Linked DNA regions of Mus musculus: region 2 is linked to region 1. A link is a contact called in public HiChIP or PLAC-seq data. All regions are on one chromosome and are shown on one strand. Each heading gives the region's core, a stretch centred on a gene start, on an enhancer-like site or on the middle of the called end of the contact. The rest is flanking DNA. Distances are from core to core; before and after follow the strand shown.

Region 1 (7,456 bases), core at 2,277-4,776:
CCCAGCCAGGCCAGAGACTTGGGACACTGTTCTGAGTTGAACCTGCTATTGTAGCCATTAACAAACTGTACTGTTCTTTGATCTAACAGGCTGTTTTCCAGCAATACCCCTTGAGGACCAGAGCCATGCCTTCCATATGCTTGCCCTCAGGGTCTGGTAGACAGCAAAGACCAAGACCAATGGATATCTTATTGAATGTGAAGAAAAAAAAAACCCTAATAAAAATAAAAACCACAGCCCTGCTTCTGACTTCTGTTGAGAAGTAGCACCTGGGAGTGAGACTGGGAAGCCAGGGTCTGCTGACCATCCTTTGGCCAACACAGTATCCTAAGCATCTAAAGAAATGTAGCTGAACGTAAGAGGGAAGGGTCTGGCTTCCGAGGGTGAAACTTGTCTCTGTGAAGATTTTAGGCCAGGAAAGTTCAAACAGAGGCATCTCAGAAGGTGACATATCTGCACTTTGAAAAACCAAAAGGATGCAGATGTCTGGCAAGTGTAGGCGAGTGAAAATGGCCATAACAGTGGGATGATCAAGAGTGAAATCAAGATGACATGCTAGAAGAGCTACCCTTGGGTTGGGAAGAGCAAATGAATCCTAGTAAGGTTGCGTACCCCTGTAGCCTCAGCTGCATAGGAAGCTAAATTACTAGTTCTGAGGCCAGCCTGGACAAATAGCAATTCTAGAAAAACAACAAAAAGAAGCAGGGGAAGCCAGAGTCTTTTCTGCAAGGCTCTTACATGTAGCAGGTGTTAGCCTGGGGCACTGCTTGCCACTGCTGCCTGTCATATTTACCCTCTTTACCTCTAGCCCTTACTTTTTATTGTAGCCTGAATCCCACGGACAATGCTGGGACCACTAGAAGAAAACAGAAAGGCTAGAAAGGAACTAAAGTACACTGTCAGAGGATACCTGGGCTATTCCACAGCTCATTCCCAGGTAGAGGTTCCTGAGGCATCCCAGTAGTCTAGGGAGAGCCAGATCTTCATCCCCCAGACTCTTACAGTGGCCACAAGCCATCCAAAGACAGATGTGACAACTAATGCTTACTGCCTTCACATGCTTTGTGGAAAGCACATTAATTAAATGAGCTCTTCAGGCACTGAACTTTCAAAGATTAAACAAAACAAAACAACCTGGTTTTATTTTTTTTTGAGACAGAAATTCATGTAATATTAACTACTGATCTTCCTGCCTCCACTTCCCAAGTGCTAGATTTACAATCATGTACTACCAATGTCCTATTAAATAACAAAATAAAAATCCACTAAAAACAAAAAACAACAGAAACCAAATCAAAAGCGCACGCGCGCGCGCGCACGCACACACACACACACACACACACACACACACACACACACACACACACACACACACACAAACAAACACCTTTAGTGTTTAAAAATTAGTCAGAATGGAATTATTTCTAGCCCAAGGCTCAAGAGTAGATTCCACTGCCCAGGACACAGTGACAGTTAGTAGAGTCATAGAGAGAATGTTGGCACATTTGTCTGTCTGGTTCACACATGTATGCTTGAACAAACATGCACAGAATCCAGACAGAGTCCTTCTTCCTCGTATTAAGTTCCAGAGGAACGGTGTTCCACGGCAGGGTTGAGCAGAACCACCCGTCACAGATGGAATGTGTCCCTAGTGAGGGTGCTATGAATCTCTGCCATGGAGCTGCCACTTCCACAGTCCGTGTAATGCCACCTAAGTGCTCTGCCTCACATGACTGGCTGCAGGCTGCTGAAGATTAGAGCCATCGATCGCTCCCTGCAGAAGACTCTCGCTGTGCGAAAGGAAAGTAAGCAGCAGAGACAAACAGCTCAAGTATTGATCTGCTCTGGTGGAGGGCTGCACTTCCAAATGAAAATCAGCACTCCTTTGCAGCACCTACGAGGGTTACTGTAATACGCATGGGGACATGACAAAGATGCTGTGTGGGCCAAACATTGCTGCCCCCTCTCCTGTCAGTGGGTCACAGACCTCTCAGAGAAGCCAAGTTGCCATTTGAAACATCCAGCTTTTAAAAAATGCTTTTGTTTTTTCTATATGCTTTGGGCATTCTATAGCCATCCACAGCAGTGCTGAAAGACTGTTGCCAGAGGTCAACCTAAATGCAAAGGAAGCAATGTAGATGCATTTCAAACATCCTTCCAATGACCAAGAGTCACCCAAAGCTACAAGTCTGGCTCTCATTACTCAAGACAGAAACCTTTTTCCTATAGAAGAAGATCACTCATCTAACTTAAAGGCCAAAATTTAAAGACTACCTTCCAAACCATTCATTCTCCTTAAGGAAACTGCAGCAATGTAAACTATATGGCTTCCAGTAGCTTTTTTTTTTTTTTAAACTTCTTCCAGTGTAAAAACATAAATTCACCTAAAAAGACAATGAAATTCTGAAGTACATCAAAACTCATGATTCCTGAAAGCTATGCAAAATGGATTATAGGATGGGAACAGATTAAACTGGGAAGGTGGGGTCAGAGAGATGGTGCAGTGAGTAAAGGTGCCTGCTGCCAAGCCGGAGACCTGAATCTGATCCCTAGAACTCACATGCTGGGAGAGAACTGACTTCTGCAAGTAAGTCGTCCTATGACCTTCACATATGTGGCATAACCCATATGCTACCCCTTCACATCAATTCATTAATAAAAATGTAATAAAACTTTAAGGTGAGAAAGCAAGAAATCTATACGGAATTCAGAAGGCCCATTTATTTATATGTGTGTTTCTATGGCGGTAGAAGCAAACTGAACTGTATTGCTTTTATGAGTATCCTTTGGATTTAGGTTATTATTTAAAATCAGTTCTCTCCTTTTGGTAAGTGATTTTCTTCTAGGCAGTAAACATATCTTGTGTACAATTAAACAAATGGTACTAGAATACTTTGCCCTCAGAATTCCTTAAGGTGTTTGCATTTTTCTTTCCATCCAACTAAGAATACGAAGTGCTGCTATTCTGGATGCCATTTCCCCTCACCTCAGCAGTAGCCAGTAATTCTGAGTTGTCCAATGTGAGACTGCAAAACCTTGTGTCTTCCGTCTGAGTCTCTTGAAGCCCCCAATAGCCAGGCAGAAGTTAGACTGAGGTTAGAAGACCCAAGCTAGCTACAGGGAGGGGCCGGAGGCAAGAGACCCTTGGACAGTTCCTAGCTGTTCCCACTACAAAGGTTATCAGCCATGACAGACCTGGCAGGACCCAAAGCTGAGCCTGGGATACCCACTGAACTCTGTAAGTCATCCTCCTTCAGTTCTCCTTGAAATACCTCTGCCAGAGTCTTTAGACTATCTAGGAAATCCTTGGGCTCTTCTGAGGAAAGATGATTCTACTCAGGCTTACTTTTTATCTAAAAGGAGGAAGTAAATTAAACTTGACTGAGATTTTAATGCATGGCCTCACTGGCTGTTTCTTGCTCAGTCATCCCTGAGCCTGTGCCAGGACAGGCTTGGGAGATGCTGAGAGCAGACCCTCGTTCACTTTCTGCACACACACTGGGAGATGCTGAGAGCAGACCCTCGTTCACTTTCTGCACACACACTGGGAGATGCTGAGAGCAGACCCTCGCTCACTTTCTGCACACACACTGGGTCTCTTACTCAGGTTCTGAATTTCATCATCTCATAAACAGCATCATTACAATCCACTGGCCCAAGGCAAGATGTGCCTGACAGACCATGGTAGTCTTTTCTGTCATGAGATCTGCACTTTATCTCACAGTAAAGTTCTTGTAAGAGTCATCAAACAGAAAGATGGATTACCAATTTTTCATTTCCTTTTTTAGAACAGGAAATGTTGTGGAGTTGGTGGCCTTTTCTGCTATGGCAGAGGGCTGACTTCATTTACTCATCTAACAAGCATTTCCTGAACAAATATTTATCCTGTGGCAGGTGCTGAGACTGCACCCAGGGTTGGGACTGTCCTGGAAGACACAATGCATTATCTGTATCCTGAGATGCCCTTGTTTTTATCAATTTGCAAACTATATTTACTATTATCTTTAAAGATATCAGTCAAAGAAAAAGTCAGATAAGAATCTCTGTTTTCCTACAGTGGGGACAACACAGGTAAAAATAATAAGTGAATTTTACAGTAAATTAGATGATTAGTAAAGAGCACACAGGAAGGTCACAAGCAGTACTAGAGATGCACAGATGTGCGTAGGTGTGAGCAAGCTTTATATGGGAAGGAGGGGGAGATCTCAGAGTGGCAGGGAAAGAGTTCTGTGGACACTGTGGGGTGGGGGGGTTAGGAAGAGGAGCTATCTAGGCAAAGGGCTTCCCTGTAGGGCTCTGGCTAATCTTGGCAGTATGCACAGGGCAATGTCTGTGGATTTGTCTGGGCTGCTGTGCTGAAGAGGCAGGAAATGAAGTGAGGTGGCTCTGGCTGGCAATAATCCTTTAGTTGACCTTAAGATGAAAAATTGCTATTGCATTATAAAGGAAAGGACATTTTAACTTCTTGAGGGTAGCTGTGTACAAATACAACATGCGAAGAGAAGACCTGAAATGGAACATGGGAAACCACAGCCTTTGATATGGGAATTAACTTGTGTTTTCACAAAGCTCTAATCTCTGCAATATCCAAACAAACCATGAACAGAATTTTGTAGGCTAGTTCTAACCTCCTCAAATAGAGTTTAGTACACTTTGAATATGCTAAAACGTATCAGTGTAGGGTTGGGAAACCAGCATGCTTAAGGTTCCAGGTTTAAACCTCAGAAACACACACCACACACACACACACACACACACACACACACACACACACACACACACACACCACACACACACACACACCACACACACACACACACACACACACACACACACACACCACACACACACATACACATACACACACACACCACACACACACACACACACACCACACACACACACACACACCACACACACACACACACCACACACACACACACACACCACACACACACACCACACACACACACATACACACACACACACACACACACGAATGAAGCTTGTATAGCATTAAAGAAGATGGAAACCTCTAGTCAAATGTTCTCAGGGATCTCTATAGAACAGATGGCAGGAATGAACACTGAACATGAGTTGTTGGGGCTTATGAGCTAAGGCTAATATTCTAATATTCCCCAGCCCATAGATGTCTCTTTACAAAGTTTTTTTTTTTTTTTACTATCAACAAACAAAGTCAAAATCAGTCAAGCTTGGAGGAACTTTCTGTTTCACAGAACTATTAAACAAAAGGTTAAAAAATAACAAGTCTATTTAATCCCATTGCATTAAGATACTATTTATATCTTAGTAAAAGCAGGACAATTTTATGCTATAAAATACTTCACATCCTTTCAAAATCCATATTACTGAGCATACTTCCTAATATGAATCCAGACAGACTTCGGAGGCAGTCAGTGGGTCCAGGGCAGCACCCAGCTTACTGGGGGGGGGGGGGGTGCTTACAGTCTAATTTCCTTTTCTTCCTCTGAACAAAAACAAGAGGTGCAACTTTATGTCCACAATGATATGCTGTTCTCCCAATGCAAGCTCACCAAAACTCCTCCAGGCTAGATGTACTTAAGTAAGCAATTATGATTAGTGTCTGAATATATTTTTGGAAAACAAAGTCAACAAAACCTTGTGAAATGTCTAGCCTAATGAGACTTGCAAAATAAACTGATGAAAATATTAATGAGAGACACACTTAGGCGGAGTCACTCTTCCCTAGTGGAACTCCCTCCATCCTCTCATTCTGGTTTGTAGTTTGTGTTTGAAAGACCCAGAAGAACCACTGGATGCTGACTAAGGCCTTTCCTACACCCTAGAATAAGCCCTAGTGGTGAAGAAGGCCCCACAAGAGCAAGGCCACTCATCTCCTCAACCTATAGTAACGCCAGGGCCACAGACACGTGCTGGAGGAGAAAGATAGAAGCAAACTCCCAAAGCTCCCACGGCATGCGTGGCGGGACCTGGGAACAAAGGTGTTTTGGAAGCCAGTAGGGTACAACTACTTCTGATTAAAGAGAATGAGCTAGAAGCCAGATGTCCCCTGAAGCCCAGCATATGTCTGCTCACTTGTTCATGCCCTTATATGATGTTTATATGATGTGCACACTTTATCAAGCCTTTTCCTTCCTCTAGGGTGAGGACAGTCACAAATGGTGACAGGTAAGTTTGTCCTCTGCAGTTGATGTACTCATAGGAGAAAGATGCAACAATTAAATGGCAGGAACTAAGAAAAAATATGAGGTAATACTGCTCAAGGAACAGAGCTTAGTATTTACAACACTTTGTAATAAATAGTCTCTGTTTAAAAAACAGAGACTAAGGAAACAGAAGGAGCTAAGAAGATTCTAGGTGGAGGGATGGGGCAGACAAGAGTTCTAGGCAGAGAATGTAGTTCTCAAGGCTGCCATGTTTGTGGACTATTAGAAAGATTCTGGATTTTTCTATACTATGGAGGGTTTTGAGCTAGATGTTTTGATTTCTGCCTGAAGGAAAAGTTTCTGCTTTCTCGAAAGATCTTCAAGGATAACAGAAGTAGTGAAACTAGGAGGAGGCTGACACATGACAAGACTGGGCTGGGGCCATGCCGTATGAGTGGGAAGAAACTACACCTCAGTTACATTTTAAGGATAAGCTTTTTGCATACACTTCATTCCGTAACAATTAGCAATAATCTGTCTGGGGAATTATTTTCCTCACTTTACAAATAAGGAAATGGGTAGAGGTAAATTACTTGTTCAAAACCAAAGAACTAGTTACCAGTCTAAAACTGAAACCCAATTTCTAAGGCCAGTTCTCATACATGCCTGAAAAATGTGGCTACTATAACAAAGACACTTTGAAATGTGCCCAGCATTTATTTGTAGGAGATGCCTGCCGAGGATGAAAGGCAGTGCCTTGCACTCTTTCCTACTAGAATTGTCACTGAGAATGAGCACTTGACCTCAAGAGGAAAGCGGGAGGGCTCAGTGGTAAGAATGAGTATGGATAGCATGCATGTGGAATGTGGGATTTCCCCAGGAATGCAAAAGTAACCCCCAAACCTGACCAAACACTCGGATCCAGTTCTATGATATTAGTGATGATACTGCAGAACATGAGTTGTAGACGCAGGCTTTACATTCCTTCGTGTCTGTTTTCAGATAAATGAAAATGTACTATTCTAGTGTGCCATTGCTGGTGACAATCTACTTGAATAGTTACTCCACCTGCCGGTTCAGCTCTCTCTGCCTTTCTGACCCCCCTCACCCCCCTCTGTCTCTCTCTCTGTCTCTCTGTCTCTGTCTCTCTCTCTCTCACCCCTAGGATGGCCCTGGAGCTCTAAGACCTAGATGACCTTCTATGACCTTTCTGACCCAAGCAGTGACTGCAGGGCATAGGATTCCAGAAAGGAGGGAGTGGCTAAGAGTACAGAAACTCACCTCCAATGTAGGTAAGTGAAGTCCTA
Region 2 (7,456 bases), core at 1,450-3,949, 320 kb after region 1:
TTGAAAGGAGTTGGAGATATGAAGAACATTTTGCCATCAGATGTGGAGATTCAGAGGTTGGAGTTTGCCCAACTGGTTTTTAGTCTTGCTTTGGTCCAGTATTTCCTCCCTTCCTTGCAGTTTGGAATAATGATGTATATCCTGTGCCATTGTATGTTGGAAGTATGTGATCTCTTTTTCTTTTTTGATTTTGATATTATAGGGGATTGCAGTTAAGAGATTGCATGAATCTCAGAAGAGACTTTGAACTTTTAAACATTGTTGAGACTGCGACAGACTTTGGGGACTTTTGAAGTTTGACTAAATGCATTTTGCATTATGTTGTGGCTATAAGCCTATGGGAGCCAGGAAGTGGAATGTGATAGTTTGTATACGTATGACCCCCATAGACTTATGTGTTTGAATGCTTAGTCATAGGGAGTGGCACTATTAGAAGCTGTGGCCTTGTTGGAGGAAGTGTGTCACTGTTTGGAGGAAGTGTGTCACTGTGGGGTGGGCTTTGAAGTCTCCTATGCCTCCTGGCTGCCTGTAGAAGACAGTCCCCTTCTACTGCCTGTGGATCAAGATTAGAATTCTCTCTTCCTGCACTCTACTACACTTCGTGTCACAATGACAATGGACCGAACCTCTGAAACTGTAAGCCAGCCCCAATGAAATGTTTGCCTTTATAAGAGTCACCTTAGTCAGGTTGTCCCTTCACAGCAATGAAACCCTAACTAAGACAATCATTATGGTGGTCCTCAATGTGGTCAGCTGTAATGGCCATCAGGGAGGTCAGTTGAGGTGTTCACTGTGATGGTTAATCATAGTGGTCCCTGTGTGGTGGCCATCTATGTGGTCAGCAGTAGTGATTACTATGGTGGTTGACCGTAGCGTCTACTGTGATGATCAGATCTTGTGGTCACTGTAGTATTCATCAGTGTGGCCAGATATAGTGGATATTGTGGTGCTCAATTGTAGTGTCCTCTGTGATAGTCAGTTACCATTGTCACCATGGTGGGAAGCACAGCGGCATGCAGGTAGACATGGTGCTAGAGAGGCAGCTGAGAGTTTTATGTCTGGATCAGCAGTCAGCAGAACAAGAGAATGGCACTGGGCCTGCCTTGAGCATCTGACACCTCAAACCCCACCCCCAGTGACATACTTCTTCCAACAAGACCACACCCACTCCAAGACCACACCTCCTCAAACTGCCACTCCCCATGAGCCTACAGGGACATTTTTATTCAAACTGCCACACTTTCCATGTGCCTGAAGCCCCATGCATTTGAGAACAGCCCCCTGTGACTATGTTTTGTGACCGCACTGAATGGGGCTGAGTACATTTGCTGCCAATTCTCATCCTGCACTATTTCTCGTCACGGTGACAAAAGGCCCAACCACAACAACTTAGTAGAGGGAAGATTTCTTTTGGTTCATGTTTTAGAGATTTCAGTTCATGACGGTAGGATAGGTGTGGGTAGCATGAGTAGCATGAACTAGAGCTTCTTCTCATCACTGTGGACCTGGAAGCAAAGATGGAGGCCACCACCAGGGAAGGTCATAATCTTCACAGACCTAGAAGTGACCTCAGTCTGCCAGCACCTCCTAAAGATTTGGTGACCTTCAGATGAGTGTCGCAAGCACGCAAATATGGGCCTGTGGGGGGAGATGCTTTGGATTTTAAAATAACATCCATAGAACAAGTTCTGCCTTTCTATCCTTTGTCAGTTGGTACTACTAGGTCGTCCCTTAGTCTGAGGGGAAGGAGGGATGCTGGTGCAATGGTCATGGGTGACCAGAGACTGGGTACCATATCACAATCACCAAATTGTCCTTCTTATGTAGTTTCTTCTATAGGACAATGTGACTTGGCCCTTCTTCTGGAAGTTAGCAGGAAAGTAGGGATGGCACCAGGGTGGGGGGAGGTACATTCAGAATCACCCCTACATGGGCAAGGGACATGTATCAGTCAGGGCTACTGTTGCTGTGACAAAGCATCTCAACCAAGAAGAACGTGGGGAGGAAAGGGTTTATCAGGGCAGGAACCTCCAAGCAGGAGCTGATGCAGAGGCCATGGAGAAGTGCTGCTTACTGGCGTGCTCACTCTGCTTCCTACTAGCACCCAGGATCACCATCCTACGAGTGGCACTGCCTGCAGTGATCTGACCCCTCCCACATCGATCATCAGTCAACAAACATGCTCACAGACCAACCTAGTGGTGGTATTTTCTAAGTTGAGAGTCCTTCTCCCAAAATGACTCTAGCTTTTGTCAAGTTGACACAATCTACTAGCAAGGACAGAGACAGAACCCCCATCCTGTCCATTTATTAGATGAGCTACACCCCGGAGTGGCTACACCCTTGGGCAGGGGAGGTCCCTTGGGTGGGTCAGCTTGCTGAAAGCTGGCTGTCAGCTGCGAATAGTACCTCCCATAGCCACCAGGTGGCAGCATTCCCTTCAACAACCAAGACTGCAAGATTCCACAGGCCTCCAGAGAGAAACAAATCAGAATAAATCCATCAATTTAATTAGAAACAATTATTTAAAAAAAAAACTTCCTTTTTGCATATTTTCATTAAATCCGTTGGTCATTTGGACATATTTGAGGGGTTAATTAAAGGAATAAAATGTTGACTGAACAATTCTTAGTGATACTGTCTGGACGCATTCAAACAACATGCTTTATTCAGGCGACTCGAGTGACCTTGTAGTGTTTGGAAAACGTCTTATGTAACTATTTCTCCCAGTGAGTTCTCAATTTCCTCTCAAGGGGGTTTGGGGAGAGCAAGGAAAACAAACTGCATTGTAAAAAATGGAGGTTCACTCTGAGATATGCAGAGAAACCTGTGACCAGTGAAAGAAGATTTCCACAATGGGTCCCTAAAAAAATGCTGAGCTCCAAAGTAGTTCTTCAGTGTGACCATCATGACAACTTGTACTTTGGATTGGGATAGTGTTCCAGGGCCTGTTTCCTGCACCATCAGTGGTGGAGAAGGGCTGGGCTTTGCGCTCTGGGGTGGAAAATCACGAGCGGGGGCTGGGGGGTGGGGGGGCGGACAAAAGCAGCAGCAGCAGCAGCAGCAGCAGCCGCTGCTTCTTTGGGATCACCTAGCTGCTGTTTTATTGACTAATGCTTTCGGGCGCACATTTCGACCAGCTCCTCGCGCGCGCCCTCTGCTGGAGAAGATCTAGAATTGCTTAGGAAAGCTAGGAAATTCATTTGGGGGTCTCAGGGAACTCGGGATACTCTTAAAACTTGTAACTCTCTTAGAAAAAGCAGCTTCAGGCTGTCAGTCAGAGGAAGGAGGAGTCTGCCTTTAGTCTGGTCTCCCGAGTGGCATCGTCCTAGCCTGACACAAGAGGAGACAAATGGGCCCCATAGCAGGTGGAAAACCAGCCATTGAGAACTGAAGTACAGAGCCTGGTGCCTCCTGTATCTTCTATTCCTCAGTTCCCACACTGCTTTGGAGTTGATAAAGTGAAAGTCTTTGACTTTCTATCCAACCAACGTGTGGTAGCCACTAGGTAAATGTATCATCAATGGGCTTCAACCCAGCCCAAGCCACTCAATCTTGAACCAAAGGGGGCTAAGGATATTATATAAAACCAAGATTTCATTCAGTGTTTTGCAGATGGATTCCTAAGCTGCAAATATATGCTGTACCATAGACTCCTCACCCAGTGTTGTATACACAGGTCCTTTTCCCAGAGCAAACTTCTCCCTATGATAAACTTGGACTCTCTTACAGAGTTCAGTCCCCTTCCTTTGTTCCCTGTGAAACTGCAGGGCTCATTGTTTGATAATTCTGTGAATGGTCAAAGAAGGAATACAGAAATACAGTCCTGTGTGTTTGTGTGTGTGTATGTGTGTGTGTGCTTATTATAGTTTTTCTTTTGAGACAGTCTTGTTCTGTAGCTCAGGCTAGCCTGCAACTTGAGATCCTGCTGGCTCAGTCTCCCAACTTGGATTACAGTTGTGCTCCACAATATGCCTGATATCTTGTATCTTTTAAAAAAATACTTTAAGTCTACTGCAGAAGTGTGAACAGTCGTCAGTGTGTGGTGCCACGCCTCTCTAAACAGCATCTGGCACCAATCAAAAAGAAAATGTGTTCTCGTGCTCAGATTCACTACCCAGCCCTTACAGGGGTCACTCTTCCGCTCCTGACGGGAACATTCATACCTGCCAGAGAAGGAATTGTTGCTGAGTGGCTTTGCTCACTCCTCTTGGGTGCAGATTATTCACAGCATCTGGGGCGGTTCTGGATCTCCATAGCGACTGTAACATAGTGTCTCCACACTAGCACAAACCCTAGCAGGGGTCAGGGAATGATCTGTTGACAGGAGAGACCCTCTGGTGGGTGAGAAGGGAGGTAAGGTGAGAGGGACAGCAGCAATCCTTAGAGGGACTCCTCAGGCCAGAGTTCCTGGGGGTGCTGGCTGGGTTTTGTCAACTTCACACAAGGCAAGTCATCTGAGAAGACAGAACCTCAGAAGAGAAAATGCCTCCATCAGATTAGCCTGACCACAAAACCAAACCAAAAACTGACCACAAAAAGCAAAAATAAGAAATGTCCCCCCTAAGTGACCATAGCAGTAATCAGTATGGCTGATCAGCAACTTGGACACTGCAAGTGACCACAAAAGTGACCACAAAAATGACCACAGTGGCTGGCCGTCACAGTGGATCATACAACTGATCAGGACAGTGATCGTAAAGTGACCACTGTGGCTGATCATATAGAGGACCACAAAAATGATCTCTGTCATTGACCATCAGACTGGACAGTGCAGCTGACCACCTCAAAGACCACCTTGGTGATCACTGGGCTGGCCAAGTGGTGATATATTTTTTTCTGAAAATATCCCTCATCTTAAAAGATACTGAACTTTTGCCAGTTAATAAAAGACGATGTACTTAACCTACTTACCCTGTTTAAGTTTAACCACTTAAGACAGTGATGTCCCTAACCATGCTATGCCTTGAGTTTCCCATGTAATCAACTTTATAAGCTAATGCATAGCTTCAATTTTAACTTATTTGCTCTTCTATGCCTGCGACCCAGAATAGTGTGTGCATATGTGATGTGTATTGTAATCATTTGATGAAAGCCACCAACAGGTTGAAAGCAACCTTGAACCAAATAAATGTTGTAACCAATAAGTGGATAGAGAGGTTGATAACTTTGGTTTGTGATTGAGTGCTATTCTGTGTTTTGAGTGCTATTCTGGGTCAGTAGGGGCCAGTAATGTAACTTTTTCCTTTGTAAAAGTCTGTTAAAGAAATTCTGTAAAAAGCTATTCTTCATATCTTTTCCATACCATGCTTTTATTGCTATTCAATAGATATAGAATAAAACACTTTGTTAGCAACAAACACAGGAAAGAGAGTTCAGATGCACATACAACAGGCTGGCACAACACACAGGCACAATAGACAAGTCACAGACCACAAACTATAGACAGACAGAAGACACAGGGAGAGAAACAGAGAAATAAAATTTTGGTTCACTCTTTGTGTTAGGGTTTCTATTTCTGTGAAGAGACATCATAACTATGGCAACTCTTATAAAAGAAAGAATCTAATTGGGGCTGGCTTACAGCTCAGAGGTTTAGTTCATGGTTACCATGCTAGGTAGCATGGTGGCATTTGGGCACACATAGTACTGGGCAGCTAGTGAGATTTCTACATCCAGATTGGCAGACAGCAAAAAAGAGAATGTCACACTGGGCCTGACTTGAGCACTATGACCTCAAAGTCCACCTCCAATGACATACTTTCTCCAACAATGTCATATTTACTCTAACAAGGCCACACCTATTCTAACAAGGCCATATCTTCTAATTGTACCATTCACTATGAGCCTATGTAGGCCATTTTCTTCCAAACCAGCACACTCCATTGCATAGGCCCCATAAGCTTGTCTACATCATAATGCAGAAATGCACTCAGTCCAACTTCAAAGTCCCCATAGTCTAAACAGTCTCAACCCTGTTTAAAAATCCAAAGTTTCTTCTGAGACCCGTGCAGGTTCTTAACGGCAATTCTTCTGTAAATTCAACTGAAAAGGCAGATCACATACTTGTGGCATATAATGGCACAAAATGTACATTGCTGTTCTAAAAGGGAGTAAAGTGAGGAGATAGTGGACCAAAACAAGGATGAAAATCAGCTGGGCAAACCTCAAACTGTGCATCTCCATGTCTGATGTCAAATGCTCTTCAGGTCTCCAGCTCTTTTTCAGCTTTGTTGATTACAACACACTTCTTTCTCTTGGACTGGTTCCACTCCCCGTTAGCAGCTTTCCTCAGTAGAAATCCGATGACTCTGGCATCTCCAATGTCTTGGGGTCTCCAAGGTAATATAGACTTTGACCTCACAGCTTTATGCAATGGCCTCTCAGGGCCTCCATGCAGGGACACCCCTGCCACACATCTGGCCACAGTGACTTTCCTTAGTCTCAGATTCCATACCCCCTTCCTTGTATCCTGGACTCTAAAGCCAGAACCATGTGGCTAAAGCTACCAAGTTCTTCAACTTACAGAGGCTAGAACATGGCTCCCCTTGTTTAACTATATTTTCACCAGATTTCTGTTTTTGCTAGTTTCTTTTACTGCCTATGCTTGGCTGTACTGGAAGTCTTTCTGTAGACCAGGCCTGTCTCAAACCTAGAGATCCATCTGTTTCTGCCTCTAGAGTGTTGGGAGTTAAGGCAGGTGCCACTGTGACTGGCCCAAAGCTTTTCTAAAATTCCCTTTCACAAGCTGGAAGTTTAGCTGGCTGTTGCATCTCCCTTATTCCTATGCTTTTCTTTAACTTGTTCAAACTTCCTGATGCCCACTTTCTCCTCAAACTGTACATTTTGTATTTTTTCTTGCTCGGCTTGTTCCTTTTCACTATAGATCTGCGTAAAACTGGCCATCAATAGTCATGGGACACAGTCAATACTAGACTGTTTTGAAAAGTCCCCCGCCAAGTCCATTAATCCCAAACTCTTCAGTTTAGCCTCAGGTAGATTTTTCACACAAGGACAAAAAGTAGCCACATTCTTTATCCCAATTATCACAAGAATTGTCTCTAGGCCACATATTAATATTCTTCCCTTCTGAGACTTCTTGAGCTGGGCTCTCACAATTCAAATCACCCTCAGCACTGAAGTTTCATGCTCCTACTAGGATGGTCAGTTAAGCCAAGCTTAAAGTGTTCAACTGTTTTCCTTAAGATTGATTGATTGATTGATATGAGTATGCTGTCTCCAGCACACCAGAATCCATTACAGATAGTTGTGAGCCACCATGTGGTTGCTGGGAATTGAACTCAGGACAACTGAACAGCAGATATCGCTCTTAACAGCTAAGCCATCTCTGTAGCCCTTTCAACTGTTTCCCTAATCTAAGTTCACCTTCCACTGACAAGCAACATGGCCAGGCCTGAAACAATGCCCTACTCCTGGTACCAACTTCTGTCTTAGT

Evidence for each region. HiChIP or PLAC-seq counts read pairs in DNA pulled down with a chosen protein or histone mark.
Region 2: a FOXA1 HiChIP or PLAC-seq map of pancreatic cancer cells shows a contact between it and region 1. The contact joins two enhancer-like sites. A contact is called at or near these places in 1 of 484 Hi-C or Micro-C datasets (liver) and 1 of 115 datasets of contacts at active chromatin or transcription factors (pancreatic cancer cells).

Annotation. Positions count from the first base shown.
Region 1 is chr2:146,292,040-146,299,495 of GRCm38.p6, forward strand. All of the region lies in intron 38 of Ralgapa2 (Ral GTPase activating protein, alpha subunit 2 (catalytic)), which reads right to left. Among named protein-coding and RNA genes, the nearest start is that of A930019D19Rik, 36 kb to the left of the region's middle. Within about 2 kb of position 3,527, at least 23 of the 459 cell types and tissues checked have an H3K27ac peak or open chromatin away from gene starts, as enhancers often do. A contact at or near this core is called in pancreatic cancer cells, where this site is marked.
Region 2 is chr2:146,609,957-146,617,412 of GRCm38.p6, forward strand. No RefSeq gene overlaps it. Among named protein-coding and RNA genes, the nearest start is that of Gm52577, 38 kb to the left of the region's middle. Within about 2 kb of position 2,700, at least 19 of the 459 cell types and tissues checked have an H3K27ac peak or open chromatin away from gene starts, as enhancers often do. A contact at or near this core is called in pancreatic cancer cells, where this site is marked.